Regions from separate parts of the Sus scrofa genome. Here region 2 is linked to region 1. Evidence: chromatin contacts called from public Hi-C data. All regions are on one chromosome and are shown on one strand. Each heading gives the region's core, a stretch centred on a gene start, on an enhancer-like site or on the middle of the called end of the contact. The rest is flanking DNA. Distances are from core to core; before and after follow the strand shown. Region 1 has its middle 100 kb from the start of OLIG3. Region 2 has its middle 29 kb from the start of IL20RA.

What was found. Hi-C and Micro-C count contacts between places; a contact is called where the count stands out from the background.
Region 2: a contact with region 1 is called in a Hi-C map of skeletal muscle, with 5 times the contacts expected there. The contact joins two enhancer-like sites. A contact is called at or near these places in 1 of 5 promoter capture datasets (liver), 20 of 47 Hi-C or Micro-C datasets (alveolar macrophages, brain, embryonic fibroblasts and 12 more) and 2 of 2 datasets of contacts at active chromatin or transcription factors (alveolar macrophages and skeletal muscle).

What each region holds. Positions count from the first base shown.
Region 1 is chr1:26,697,139-26,704,758 of Sscrofa11.1, reverse strand. No RefSeq gene overlaps it. Among named protein-coding and RNA genes, the nearest start is that of OLIG3, 100 kb to the left of the region's middle. Within about 2 kb of position 4,873, at least 18 of the 83 cell types and tissues checked have an H3K27ac peak or open chromatin away from gene starts, as enhancers often do. A contact at or near this core is called in liver, mesenteric adipose tissue, retroperitoneal adipose tissue and 1 more, where this site is marked.
Region 2 is chr1:27,105,069-27,112,688 of Sscrofa11.1, reverse strand. No RefSeq gene overlaps it. Among named protein-coding and RNA genes, the nearest start is that of IL20RA, 29 kb to the left of the region's middle. Within about 2 kb of position 4,753, at least 24 of the 83 cell types and tissues checked have an H3K27ac peak or open chromatin away from gene starts, as enhancers often do. A contact at or near this core is called in liver, mesenteric adipose tissue, retroperitoneal adipose tissue and 1 more, where this site is marked.

The sequences.
Region 1 (7,620 bases), core at 3,624-6,123:
CCACCTGCCAGCCACAAGGGGACCTTTTCTCCTGAACCCCCTGCAGCCCATACTTTGGGGTGATATTTATACCAAGCATTCCTTCATTCCATCAACCTGCAACATTTAAATCTCTTGTTCTGCACTTTACTGGCTGAAGGTTGTAAATGTTTTATGAGCCGCTGAGCTTGCAGCATTACTATTTTATTAGAAAGTTGAATATCTTTTCTTCATAGCTGGGTTAGTAGTGAAGTTGTTCTCTCTCTTAAAAATGTTAACTTCATGCTGGTTACAAAATGGAAACTGGTAGGATGTTGTAAGTAGCTGTTCAAAAATGGTCCGGCCCATTTGAAAGCAAGCCTGGCTAGCACCAGGACTTTGTTTTTGCTTTTTTGTTTTGTTTTTTTTTTTTTTTAATAAACAACTGAAGGAGGGAATTTTTGAATTCTTTAACAAATTAATTCAATAATGTCCTTCTGGATTCAATATGTGATTGCCGAGGTATATTATATTCAAACTTTGGCAACAATCCAAAGAATCGATCATGAATTTTTGCAGGTGCTCATCAGAATGAGGCAGGTAAGAATAACACCTAAATAAAGTGAATAGTTCTGAACACTGTTTTCTCATTTCTCCTGTCTCCAACATTTCTTGCTCTGCCTTCCTCCCAAACTGAGAACCAAATACGTTGAGGGTGGAATGGGGAAGTGAGCGCTTCTAGAAAGCTGGACCAGGCTGCTTCTCCACCATGATGAAAGAATGTTACAAAGAGAAATATGCTCTCTCCAACTAGAAACAGCCAATATTTCCCCCAGCTTCCCAAAGGAAAGCACCCCAGCATGTTCTTTTACTCTCCCATGTTCATACTGCCTTCCGGACTATGCTGTTTGTTTCCCCTTCTTCACCTGAAAAGCATCTCATCTTCAAAACCACATTCACTTGTCACCTCCAATCTGCAGCCTTTCCAGACTCAACCCCTTTTCCCTCATACATACATCAAGTGAGAACTACTCCTTCATTGCTGTTCTCATTTTAAGTCTTAATTCATCTATCCATTCATCAGTTTACTCAACAACCTTCTGCTAAATATCTGCTATGTGCCCTGGAACTGGAGAGAAAAAGATAAAATATATTCTATATCCTTAGCCTCCTGGATCTTTATTTCCACGTTATGTTTGAGTTCCTGAGAGAGAGAGGTCTGGGGAGGATAAGACCTTACTGAAATCACTTTTATATCTTAATGCTTACCATTGTCTGGCATACAGTCGTTGTTCAAAAGATATTTCTTTCTTTGTGTGTGTGTGTGTGTGTGTGCTATTTTAGGGCCGCACCCACGGTATGTGGAGGTTCCCAGGCCAGGGGTTGAATTGGAGCTACAGCTGCTGGCTTGCACCACAGCCACAGCAATGCCAGATCCATGCAGAGTCTGCCACCTACACCACAGTCCATAGCAACACCAGATCCTTAACCCACCGAGTGAGGCCAGGGATTGAATCTGAATCCTCACAGATCCTCATTGGGTTTGCCAACTGCTGAGCCATGGAGGGAACTCCCTAAAAGATATTTCTTAAATTGATTTGAAAGAAGAACTGGGGAGTAAGATTCTCATTCTAAAGATTATGCTCCAAGGATGAAGTTTGGGGAGACCTCCAAAGATTTAGGTCAAAAAGATTCTTCCTGTGTTAGAGATTCTTTTAATCTTAAAATCAAATCACATTTATTTTGTTCATTAATTCAGGAGATATTTACAAGGCTTTACCTTCTATCGTGTTCTGTGATAGACACTGAAGAAAAGATAAATACCCAATGAATATAGCATACATGTACATAGATAAATGTATGTACAAAATATATACATATATATGTCAAGTAGTATTATTATTGTTATTAGTACATGGAAAACCTGTAACTTGTCCTTCAGCAGTAGAATTATGACAAGAGTCTATTTTGTTAAAACTTTAAGAGTTCAAGAGCCTCTCCCTTTAGGCAAAAGCTCTATAAAGGACTATGTCTTCCTTTATAGCATCAATCCTAGCATAATATTGGGATTGGTAGATGTTCAGAAAGAATCTGATGCATGAATCGTACAGCCATTATTTTGAGTGTTTAACTCTAGGGAAGATATTTCCTTCTGTCTAAAAAAGAGAACCCCATTGCTTTACAAGGAAATGGTACATATTAAGGTAGAATTAATTTTCAATCAGGCAGGTTTGGAAACAAGTTTGGGTTTGTTTTTACATTGATGAAAATCTCAGGATTTCATGATAACCTATGCAATCTTACACTAGGCATGGCCATGGGACTGGAAGAGTAAAAAAAAAAAAATCAGTGGAAAGTTCTCTTTTATATATTTAAAAAGTAGGAGTTCCTGTGGTGATGCAGTGGGCTAAGAATCCAACTGCCCTGGCTTGGGTCACTGCAGAGACACAGGTTTGATCCCTGGCCTGGCACAGAGGGTTAAATGATCCAGTGTTGCCACAGCTGCAGCAGTTTGCAGCTGTGGCTCAGATTCGATCCCTAGCCCAGGAACTTCCTTATGCCACAGGGGCAGCCATAAAAAAAGAAAAGAGAAGAAAAGAAAAGAAAAGAGAAGAAGAGAGTAATAGGCTCACCATATAGAGAAGCATAAATTTGAGATTGTACATGTCATTAAATTCACTTGTCTCTATTGTTATATTTTATCTGTCTCTATTGAACTACAATAGCTTAAAAAGCCTCATTACCAAGAAACACAGCAAGAACACTTGATATAACGAGACTGAGCTTAATAAAGCAAAAGGAGTCAATTGCTTAACTAGGCAAATAATTTTGAAACTTTCCTTCCAACACAGCAAAAGATGGCCCAGGACTCCATAGCCAGAAGGTCTGATGTTGTCTCCCCGTTAAAGTAAGACTCAAATGTTATAAAGGATTTCCCTGAAAGGCAGCAAGTATTACATCAAAAGAAAATGACTGCCTGTACAGGAGCAGGGTGTACCTAAAAAGTTATTTCATCTCAATTCTGAAATGATTTGAGGGCAGCACCTCTAGGTCTTAATTTTTTTTTACTGCCAAAACAACTTTCCAAACCCTCAGCAAGATTGAGCTAATGTTTATGAAAGTACTTTGCAAATTCTAAAGTACTCTGTAAGCTTAGTTGTACTATTTCTATTATGTGCTGAGAGTCTGATATTTTTCCTGTGGCTCATCAGAGAAACTTACTCTTTCAGAGCTAAGTAAAATATGATTATTAAAGCAGAATCATTAGAAATATGTCCAGACAGGCGTTCCTGTCATGGCTCAGTGGTAATAAACCCAACTAGGATCCATGGGGATGCTGGTTCGATCCCTGGCATCACTCAGTGGGTTAAGGATCTGGCGTTGCCATGAGCTGTTGATGTAGGTCGCAGACATGGCTCGGATCCCATGTTGCTGTGCCTGTGGCATAGGCTGGCAGCTGCAGCTCTGATTCAACCGCTAGCCTGGGAACTTCCATATGCCATGGGTGCAGCCCTAAAAAAAGCAAAAAAAAAAAAAAAAAAAGAAAAGAAAAGAAAGAAAGAAAGGAGGGAAGGCGTCCAGAAAAAAAATGGCATTTTCTAAAGGACAGAAAACACACGTCTCTCTCTTAGAGTGTCTGAGTAAGGACTATCTTCAAGTCTTCTGTTAATGAGGCCATCTCTGGCCCCTTTGGTGTGGCCCTTCAGATGTTGTAATGCCTCTAAAGCTACTCTATTAAAAAGGAAAAAACTAACTATACGACAGATGGGCAAGTGCCCATTACGGACCTATACTGTCAGTGTACCTTCTGCAGCATGGTCTTACTTGCTCCTGTGATGATTCCTGGGCTCACAGTGGTCAGTGAAGCACTTAGGCAGGACGTGGAAGGTTCTAAGGGGGCAGCATTCATGCCCCAGCCTCCATTCTTGTGTCTGCATGTGAGAGAGAATGATGCAGACATCTTAAAAGCCTAAGAAAAGACCCAGAGTCTAGAAAGTTCAGGCTTCAGCTGCCTTTATTAGGATGAACTGCACTTGTGTGTTATGGAAATGAGCTAAGCATAACTCTCCTAGTAGAAAGAAAGGAAGGAAGTATTAAGAAATATTTGCTGATTCATAGGAGCCCATTCTGGCTCAAGGGTAATGAACCTGACTAGTATCCCTGAGGATGCAGGTTCGATCCCTGGTCCCGCTCAGTGGGTTAAGAATCCAGCGTTGCTATGAAATTATTGGTGTAGGGCGCAGATGCAGCTCTGATCCCACGTTGCTGTGGCTGTGGCATAGGCTGGTGGCAACAACTCCAGTTGGACCCCTAGCCTGGGAACTTCCATATGCTGCACATGTGGCCCTTAAAAAAAAAAAAAGCAAACAAACAAAAGAAATATTTGCTGAGTCACTGTTTGCTCCATAAAACTATCTATTATGAGAGACAAAAATGAAGAAATAATATGTCCTAGACAAGGTAAAAATAGTAAGTGGAAATGGTGCTTCCTCTTCCTTGTCTCTAAAGAATGACCAAAGCTCTTCCTCTCTGAAGTAGTTAGATACATGCCAGAATAAAAGGAAGGCAAAAACAGAAACCCATGTAGCTCTTTCACACTGAGGGGTTAGATACAGGAAACTGGTTACATTGGGAGAGATGAGGAGCCAGATGCGAGCTTGGTCGTAACCCAGAGCTTCGCGATAGCAGCAAGCTGCTTCTACAATTGAGGAAGTGTAATTGCTGGAAGTGATGAGCTAGGGCTGTTTGGCAGGAGTTTAGGACAAGGATGAGGACTCCTGCCAGGAGCTGGGACCACCGTGGCAGGAGCTAGGCAGAGGGAACTGGAGCCACAGGGCAGCATGGCTTCAGAGACGACTTGGGAAGCACCCAGTTTCTTTCAGTGCCTTTAGTGCCTCCAGTCCTCCACCAGGGACGCTCACTGGCCCAATGGCCCAAAGAGAGCAGCAAGGGAGCCTGGGAAATGTAGTCTCCTCTGACAGGGCAGAGGTTCAGCGGGGAAGGGCGGGAGGGCAAATCTGTAACTGACCCCTGTGCCCTCTGAGAGGACTTTCCCCAGTGGCACATGGAGCTTTATCCCTATAGAAGTTAAATTAATTTAAATCAACTTATAGATGATATATCTTTGTGTCTTTTATTTTCCGCTCATGTTTAATTAGTGATCTGAGAACAGGTTTGCTGATTAAGATTATATACTTAACCAGAATTTAGTTATAAAGGACAGTCAGTTCTAAATCATCTGGCAAAGTGGAAGAAAAAAAAAAAAAAAAAAAACTGGATTCTGCCTCCATTAGGAGCATCCATCCAGAGAGGTAACCTGGAAACGCTCTCAGAAGCGTATTCCTTAACCAAAGTCTCTGCTTAGGTCAACTTCTTAACCTATAAGGGAAGGAAACTTTGGTTTCTCACCTGCTTCAGGGCTGAGCTTCCGTGCTTTCTTCCAGGCAGTGAGTGACCTCTGTTCTGTGTGTCCTTAGCTTTTCTTTTTGGAGACTGAGCCCTGAGAATTGGATGGGAAAAGCTGACCAAACACCTAGTTGTTCATTGGAAAGTAAGTTTTGAGTTGAGGTAATATGTTCTCATTTGTGTTAGCACCAGAGTCTCATGCCTGCTCAGAAAATCCTTCCTAACAGATAGTACAGCTTATCTATAGCTCAAACTTGAGTCCAGACCTGAAGACAAGAGATACAAGAGAGAAGTGAAAGAAACAAAGATTCTATTACCCTGACCCAGAGACAGCAGATCTGAAGCACTTTTTTTTTTTTTTTTTTTTTTTTTGGTCTTTTTTGTCCTTTCAGGGCCGAACCCGTGGCACATGGAGGTTCCCAGGCTAGGGGTCCAATCAGAGCCGCCAGCCCATGCCAGAGCCACAGCAATGCCAGATCTGAGCCATGTCTGCAAGCTACACCACAGCTCACGGCAACACCCGATCCTTAACCCACTGAGCAAGGCCAGGGATTGAATCCGCAACCCCACGGTTCCCAATTGGACTCACCTCCGCTGCACCACGATGGGAACTCCTGAAGCACATTTTTGAAATGTGCTCTTTAATGCCCTTGCCTGTATCGCTCTTCAGCCAGGGTAAAAGCCTCTGCCAAATGCTCAGATCCTCCCAATACAACTGCCCTGGGCGCCCAAGCTAGCAACCCAAACCACGCAGAAAATTTAACTTCCCTCCTTTCCAAAAGACAATGACAATCAAAACAAATTTAATACATTTTCCTTCACTGAAGTTCATAATAATAGTTAATATTTATTTAGGAGTTCCCATGGTGGCTCAGTGGGTTAAGAACTCGACATAGTGTCCATGAGGATGTGGGTTCAATCCCTGGCCTCACTCAGTGGGCTAAAGATCCGGTGTTGCCATGAGCTGTGGTGTAGGTCGAAAATATAGCTCAGATCCCACATTGTTATGGCTGGGTGTAGGCCAGTAGCTGCAGCTCCAATTTGATCCCTAGCCCAGGAATATCCATTTGCCGAGCATGCAGCTATAAAAAGAAAAAAGAAATATTTAGTGCATTCTATGCACCAAGCATGTCTAAATACTTTACATAAGTCAACTCATCTAATCCACACAACATATCTATGTGATGAGTTTTATTACAATGTCCATTCTACCAGTGAAAAAACTGAGACACAGAGGAGTTAGATAGCTTGCCCAGGACTCCGCAGATTCTCAAAGCCCAACAGTTTGACTCCAACGAATGTCTTTGTCACTACGCCAAGTTCCTCTCAGCTACAGTGAAGAGCTAAGAGTAAAGCAATCAGAGAAAAATGAGTTCAGATTCGCATGTAAATAATTGATAGCCATTAATCCCTCCTAGAGAAGTTTGCAGTTTTAAAAAACGCCCATAAGGAGTTCCTGCCGTGGCTCAGTGGTAACAAACCCAACTAGTATCCATGAGGATGCAGGTACAATCCCTGGCCTCGCTCAGTGGGTTAATGATTCAGCGTTGCCTTGAAGTAGGTTGCAGACGCAGCTCAGGTTCTGCTGAGGCTGCGCTGTAGGCTGGCAGCTATAGCTCTGATTTGACCGCTAACTTGGGAACTTGCACATGCCACAGGTTCAGCCATAAAAAGACAAAAAAAGACCAAAATGAAAAGAAAAAAAAAATGCCTGTAAACAAAAAGAATCTCAACCAAAGATGAATCAATCCCAATCCAGATTGCCACTTTAATTGCAAGCCCAGGCCTTTGGTCATTGCTGATTTGAATCCCCATTCTGCCATCTACCAGGTGTTGGCCTAAGCAAGCTTTTTTAAGTTATGTAGACTTAAGTTTCTCTTCCCTCCAAAATGGGATGCGACAATAACTTCCTGGGGTAGATTAAATGAAATAATGACTGCAAAACACTTAGCAAGCAAGCCAGTGCATAATAAATATTCAAACTGTATGGGATCGTTACTATTATGAACTTCCTTCCTGTGCATAAATATAAAACAATGACAAAGTAGTCAGTAAATGCTGGAGGGGAAGTATAAAGTGAAAAGGATAGTATGATGAGTGGAATTTAAACTATAGCCCACAGAGTCCTGGACGTCCACAGGCATATCTTTGGCTCAGGGATGGGTGTGGAGAAGGAAAGTGACAGCCACCATCCTCCTATCACCCTTGCTTTCATTTCAACCAGAACAGCCCTAGTTCTGTGAGGGGTGTGTGTGT
Region 2 (7,620 bases), core at 3,504-6,003, 410 kb before region 1:
GTAACTAGGGCTGGCAGCAGACAGAATTGGAGAAGGGTGATAGTGCTAGGAAAGGCTCAGAAACGTAGGGAAGGAGTTGAACAAACCCCAGGACCCAGGGTTGTTTGCGAGTGGATCTATTTGGTTTGAAGTGACGCTGGGGAGTTGTGAGTTGTGAGCATAGAGTGGTTAGTTCCCTGCATTATGGGAACAAACTATCAAATTTATTATTAGTTGGTTTATCTCCCTCCTGGTTTATTTATAGAAGTTTTCCCAAAGTCTGTGAATTATCATTCCATGGGGTGTTAGCAAACATTACACGGGAAAAACCCGCAAAAAGCACAGAACTATCCAAGGTTAAAAAGTGCCTTTACTGCCAGACTTCTCAGAAATTAAAAAATCAGACACACTGTGAATCACCCGAAGAGAAATCATAGGCAGTATATATACAAATTTGTTGGATGATAAACTTCTTTTTTTTATAGACATTTTCTAACTATTGCTTGGAAAGAAGTTTGGGAAACACAGGCTTAGATGACTTTCTAAATTAATTCATTCTCTTGAGGATAACAATGGATGGTGAAGAAGATGCTTTGTAACATATGAAATAGTAGAGAATAAAATGAGTCTGGGATTAAAATGTTCCCATGACAAATCTCAAAATGGCTAATTCTCATGGATGAAATCATTGAGAATCGACACTTACTGCCATTTAATTTCACAATGGAATATTGAAAATGGGCACCGGTGTAGTTTCTATACACATGTTGTGAAATTTGACAATAGCAATCTGTTCCTAGGTATTTTAGGATCAATTAGGTAAAGTTAGAATCATTTTTATTTCCTTTCTTTCAGTCCAATAGAATCGATTTTTTAAAATTCTAGATTCACTCATTTGATTTAAATATCAATAGTCTGTAGTGATTCCATCCTTTTTACTGGGAATGAATTTCCTAGTTAGGATGTGGCTTCACTGGAGATGAATAAAAGTGAAATATAACTGACTGCTGCATGATTTCATAACTCTGTAAAAACATATCAACTGCTTTGAATTGGTCTACGAGGATATCTTCCTGTTTATTTCAATATCAACTTTCCTAATTACTCCAGCTCCTGTGCTCAGTGGGACTTCATGATGTCTCTTGGGTTCTAATATATGTTGTAATTCAATGCCAAATTCCATTTCATAATTTCTTGACAGAGGTAAAAAGTACAGTCGTACTTTTTCTCTCTAGCATCTGAAATCAGATGCTTCCTCAAATGAGGTGGTTAAATCTATCTTCCTTTATCATCTTTTAACTTATTGGCCCTATAGTAAGACACTTAACTGATAAGTAGAAACATATTTCAGACAGGTTGAACTGTCCCTATTTGAATTTGAAAAATTGGGGTGTGTTGGGGGGGGGTTTCCTAGCTCATACTCCAGAATGAAGGTGGAGTGTTTCTGAGGCAGAGAAATTGAGGGGAATGGGTTTTAATTTTGACATCCAAATTTAGAACTCTACCAAGTGTGTTCAAATAGAAATCTTTTTTTTTTTTATTTTTTTTTATTAAAATGCTCTAAAGTCTTGGTCACGGAGTGCTCCAGGTTAATAAACTGTTAAACAGCATTTGCAAATAATGAGACACTGACTCAGCATTCATTAATAAGAGAAACCAAATGGAGCTTATGATTTCCTCAGTCCTAGAATGTCCTCATGTCAATCCATTCTTCCTCATTGTTAGATTGGATCTCATGGTTGGTTCAAAAGTGGGATTTCTTTTTATTTATTTATGATTTATTTAAAAATTATCAGGAACTATATCTAGTCACTTTTTTTTTTTTTTGTCTTTTTGCCTTTTCTAGGGCCGCTCCTGCAGCATGTGGAGGTTCCCAGGCTAGGGGTCCAATCGGAGCTGTAGCCACTGGCCTACGCCAGAGCCACAGCAACGCGGGATCCGAGCCACGTCTGCAACCTACACCACAGATCACGGCAACGCCGGATCGTTAACCCACTGAGCAAGGGCAGGGACCGAACCCGCAACCTCATGGTTCCTAGTCGGATTCGTTAACCACTGCGCCACGACGGGAACTCCCATATCTAGTCACTTATGATGGAGCATGATGGAGGATAATGTCAACAAAAAATGTATATATGTATGTGTGACAGGGCTACCTTGCTGTGCAGTAGAAAATTGACAGAACAGTGTAAACCAGCTATAAAAGAAAAAAAAATCATTAAAAAATTATCTATCATTAGAATGTCATGATGATTACATGATGATTATAACATTGATTTTTAAGATGTAAAGAAAGTCAGGCATTTATTCAACAATTATGGATCATTATGTATCTCATACACAATGTTCTCTTCATGAGTCTTCATGTTGTCTAGAGGTCTAGTAGAATTCATTCTGAAAAAAATGTTTGGAAAAATTAATAATAATTCAAAAAGTGTCAAAATTCTTGTATCATATTCTTAAAGCAGTATGGACTTACTCAAGAGGATGAAGAATACCAGCTTAAAATTGGGCCATGCCTTCCATGTCCTGGACCAGTAAAATGTCAGAACACACTTACAGGAGCTGATTATCCTCATCTCTTCCCAGCTTCAAGTTTAGTGGTGTCAACTTCAAAGTGGCCATGAGAGAAATAATTGCACCATAGAAATTGGCAAGATCTACAAATTGGGGCCTTTTCTCCCCAGCAAGCTGGTTTTGAGGCCTTTACCTATATACTACTGAATGCATGTCATTTGATGTCTGAAGTCATTTATAACCCAAACTGTAATTCTAGTAATAAAGACAGTTGGGTTTTGAAATTTCATAGAAGTGAATTTTGGACATGATAAATGTTCTTAGAACCCAAAGCCCAGCCCCACTCCCAGGGTTTTTTTTTTTTTTTTTTTTTTTTTTTTTTTTTTATTCTGGCTTCACCACTAAGGAGCTATGACACAACTGTACCATTTTCCTAGAGCTGCTGAACAAAGCTCCACAAACTGGGTTGGCCTAGAACAACAGAAAGGTATCATCTCACAGTTCTGGAGGCTGTACATCCAAAATCAAGGGTTGACAGGGTTTGTTTCTTCTGAAGCCTGTGAGGGCAGATTGGTTGCAGGCCTCTCCTCTGGCTGCTGGTGGTTTGCTGGCCAGTTTGGCGTTCTTCGGCTTGTGGCAGCAGGACTCCCATCTTTACATGGCATCTCCCTATGCATGTGGCTGTCTCTTCACATGGCATTCTTTTTATAAGAATCCAGTTGTATTGCAGTTGGAGCTCACCTTCCTGCAACATGACCTTATCTTAATTACATCTTCGGTGACCTTGTTTCTCACATTCAGAGGCTCTGGGTATCAGGACTTCAACACATGAATTTTTAGGAGACATAATTCAACTCATAACAACAACTTATTTAACTTCCCAGTGCCTTAGTTTTGTTACTCTTGAAACAAAGATATTAATAATACCTACATTGTGGGGTTGGCATAAAGATTTAATCATTAGAGCACGTGAAGCCTTTTGAGACGTCTCGTCCCCAGCACACAGTGAGTTGTTGCTAAATGTCAGTTGTCACTGTCACTATTGTTCTCTCCTACTACATGTGCAGAGCCCCGCCTGGAAAGATTTTCTGTTCTGTGTTTCCAAACCCACATTTCCTCCCATCCAGCCACCACCCAAAGTTTTTACCACACACATAAAGATAATACAGAATGTGCTAGGTATGAAAGTCCCAAAGAGGTGAAATTCCTGTGGGAAAAATAGTTATCAGAGCCTTAATGGAGATGTTAGCAGACCTTGAAGATGGGGAGGAAGATTTGAATCCTTTTTTCAAAATCTCTTTTTATGCATCGGAGGGGTTCAAATAACTCATCTCTGAACTTCAACTTCTCATCTGTAAAATGAAGTTAACACAATTATTGCAGTGACCAAATGAGACAGTGTAGGTAAAGTGCTCATCAGATGGCTCAGCTAGAAAAGGTGTGCCATGAATGCAAACAAATGCAGTAGAAGTGCTGTGGGCAGAAATGGACAAATTCTCAGGCTGAGGACTGTGCTTTTGGGCAGAGCAAATCTGGGATTATTATCTCAGTAATTCCACATTCTAGTATAATGTACAGTGACAACTGGTTCCCCAATGATGACACAGGAGCACAGGGACCATGTTATTCAGGGGAACTCTGCAGCGGTTGCTGTTTGGCCCTCAGCAGCTGGGTTGAAGTTGAAGATGGCACTTTGAAATGCGGCCACAGGGGGTCAGTAGTGTGCTGCCGGGCCACTGAGAGGCAAAAACCTGAACCCCTCTGCATATCTTTAAGCCATAAATTTCCTATTCCAAACTAGGAGAAACTTATTCCTCCCATATTTTCAGATAAGTTGACAGATCAGCGTGAAGAAGGTTAGGTCTTCAGCTTCTGAAATAGAATAGGCTCTAACTGCTTCTTAAAGATTCACGAACTATATATGATACGAGTGTGTTTGAAGAAAAGGTGTTTTTATTTAACCTATGATTTGGCCAAGGGTAATGTCACCTATAACACATTTAGATCAGCCCTTTTCAAAGAAAATACACTCAAACATGCCTCTCATTCAAATTAGATTCTACACAATTTCACAGATCTTTGATTTTGGGGATGGTACTTCAGTACCCTGGATCTCATCCTTATGGACAACTGGTCTGAACTTCAATTTCTCATCTTTAAAACAGGGATGTTGCATTTGTCATAGTTAAATGAGAGTGTAGGTGAGGTGCTGATCAGAAAGCCCTACCCAGTGTCTTTCTTATTTGGGGAGGATCCAAAAATGGTTGGGAGACTGGGATTGCCCTACCCCAGTGGAAGCCAGAGGGAGGCAGATCCTTTTTCTTTTTGTGTTTGTTTGTTTTTTCTTTTTTTGGCCCTGTGGCATATGGAGTTCCCCCGGCCAGGGATCAGATCTGAGCCACAGTTGCTACCTCTGCTGCAGCTGCCTTTAATCCACTGTGCCGGGCTCGGGATTGAACCTGCATCCAGGAGCTGCAGAGACATAGCAGATTCCATTATGCCACAGAGGGATCTCCAGATCCCTTCTCTACTCTTGACCACTGGCTGCTAGAGCATGGGTGGGTGGCCAGTCTGGTGGTCCCACTGGGGCTGGGCTTAGGGCCACTTAAATATTATTTGTGATGGCAGCCGTGAGGCTGGTGGCATGGCAGGGTGTGCCCAGGATGAGCAGAGTTCAGCGGGACGTCTGCTGGGCTTTGCTGACCTTATTTTTGGCCTAAACACAGTTCTCCCAAACAATTCCAGGAACTAATTTGTATCCTTGGAGCAAATTCCTGTTGACTTTAAATTAGCCAGAAATCATCTGTCGTTGCTAGTGGCAGAAACACTGAAGTGTGCAAGCTTCAACCTTAAATTTTATAGTAAATATGCAAATTTACTAGTTCAAGAAGGATTCTGGCTGGTGGATTGTTGAGTTTCTCCTGAGTTTTATTCCACAAAAAATCGATGATTGTGAAAAGAACGCTGGATAAATCAAAAGGAGGCTGGTTTCTGGATATTCCAGTATAAATAAATTCCTTGGCACAGAAAGCTGGGTTTCAACCAGACTGCAGTTTGGGGCCAAGAAGATTGTCTGAGGGTGGCTGTGGGCACTCACCCACCTGGGCTGCCTGGATGAGATAGCTGGGTCCTGGCTTATCTTTCTTCCAGCTCACAAGGCTGCACCCAAGCTCTCTTTCCCATGGGGCCAGCTGCTTCTTCTCTGATTCCCCACCCCCACCAGACCTCCAAGAAACTTGAAGGGAAATACCTCTGAAACCATTAGCATGAGGGCAGCAGAAACACTGGGAATGTTTGTGTGTGTGGTTGACACGCTTCAATGTTAAAACACAGATTCCTAAGCATAAATCACATAGCAATACCACGTGACCACTAGCCATTGTAGGATTTTTCCCTTTAGATGATCTTGAAGGTCATATGCTCAGTTTCTAAAGTCAAGTTTCACTTAGTTTTGAAATGTTCATTGTGATTTGAAACCAGTATCTTAGAAACAAATGAGCAAAGTGAAACAAACTCCAAACCACTGTTGTTTATTTCCCCAAACTGCTCTTATCACACTCGCTAGGACGCTTTTCTCGACAGAGAACTCCCATTTCCTTCCTCTCTCTCCCTCGCTCTCTTTCTCTCCACATGGCAAATGTGTAATGCCTGGTTCTAAAGCACCCTGAACTTGGAAAGGTGAATTTTTTCCTCTTGCTCTTCCCTGCTGCCCGCCCTCTCTGCCCTTGCCTTGGGAACAAAGAGGTCAGAAGAGTTGACCTTATAAATGTCTGATGAAAATAGGTTTGCTCTCACGTAATATGGAAAGACGTTTGTATCATCTATATTCTAGGTTGATGATAAGCCGTCTTATACAATTGGTTGATTATGCTGGGGTTCAACTGTCTATTGTGCTGGAAAAGTGGAGTTGGGGGAGGTCCAAGGTAAAGAGATTGGTGGTAAGGGGCGGCTCAACTTAGAGCTTTTACTAGCAGTGAAATCTGAAGCCTTGACAAATCCCTGCAGTGCCCAGGTCCATAAAACAAATTAATGTTTCTTGCATCGTCAATATTTAAAAGCCACTTGGCGCACCATGTTAAGACACCTACGTTTTGAAGCATGTAAGGAAACAGCTGTGATCACATTTATAGTGTCCCGTTCAATAATATGCTTTCAATTCAAGGTGCGTCACTTCAAGTTGGCAATGGTTACAGACACATTTGCATTGGAGTACCTAAAAAAAGTTAAAATGAGATGAATTCTTGGAAACTCAAGAATTCACCTCCCTTTACTTAAAAACCTCTCTTTGAATGCAATGTTTTTGCATGGTGTTTTTTTCCTTCTAATAGCTAAATATATTTGAAATCATTTTAAAGTCTGAAATAACTTTTCTATCCCAAGCAGAGACACGCTTTGCAGCAACCCCTCCTCTTATGAACTCTTCACATACAAATGTTTGGAAAATAGTGAAAAGGATGCTATCTTTCAAAAATAAACCAAGAAAAAAATGTAGGCAGCAAAATCGAATAAAGAGAATGTATCTCACATCGTGAAATAGTAGAAACAAACAAATTTCTTTTTCTTGCATCCCCGATATTTGTAAGTCACTTGAAGCCATTTTGAGACACCTCTGTTTGTAGCAAACGATGGTAACAGCTGGGTTGCTTTTATAGCATTCCACTCAATAACATGCTTTGGAGTTCAGGCTTAGAATTTTAGATTTGCAATTTATAGGCATACTTGCCTCCAGATATTAGAAAACTTTTAAGTTGGATAACATCAAAGAAAAGAAGGCATATCATTCTAATGTAAATTTTTTTAGTTTTAACTCTTTTTTTGCAGGTAAAATATTACTCTTAGTATGATAGCTCTTTTAAAACATCTCTTTAATTTTGAATAATCTGACGATCTCAGACTATCCTTCTTCCTACCAATCAGAGTCATATTTAGCAGTTTATTTCCCTATCCACCCCAAAGGACAAAAAATGCAACCCTACAAACTATTGAAAACAACTTTCTGATGTGGAATATTATTGAATTTTATGATGAGTCTTGTTGAATTCTCCAGTCTTAGGAGGAGAATTGTGCTGGGAAAAACACAGTTGGTAGAGTCTGACCAATCTTTGTCCAAACAGTAGTTCAGTT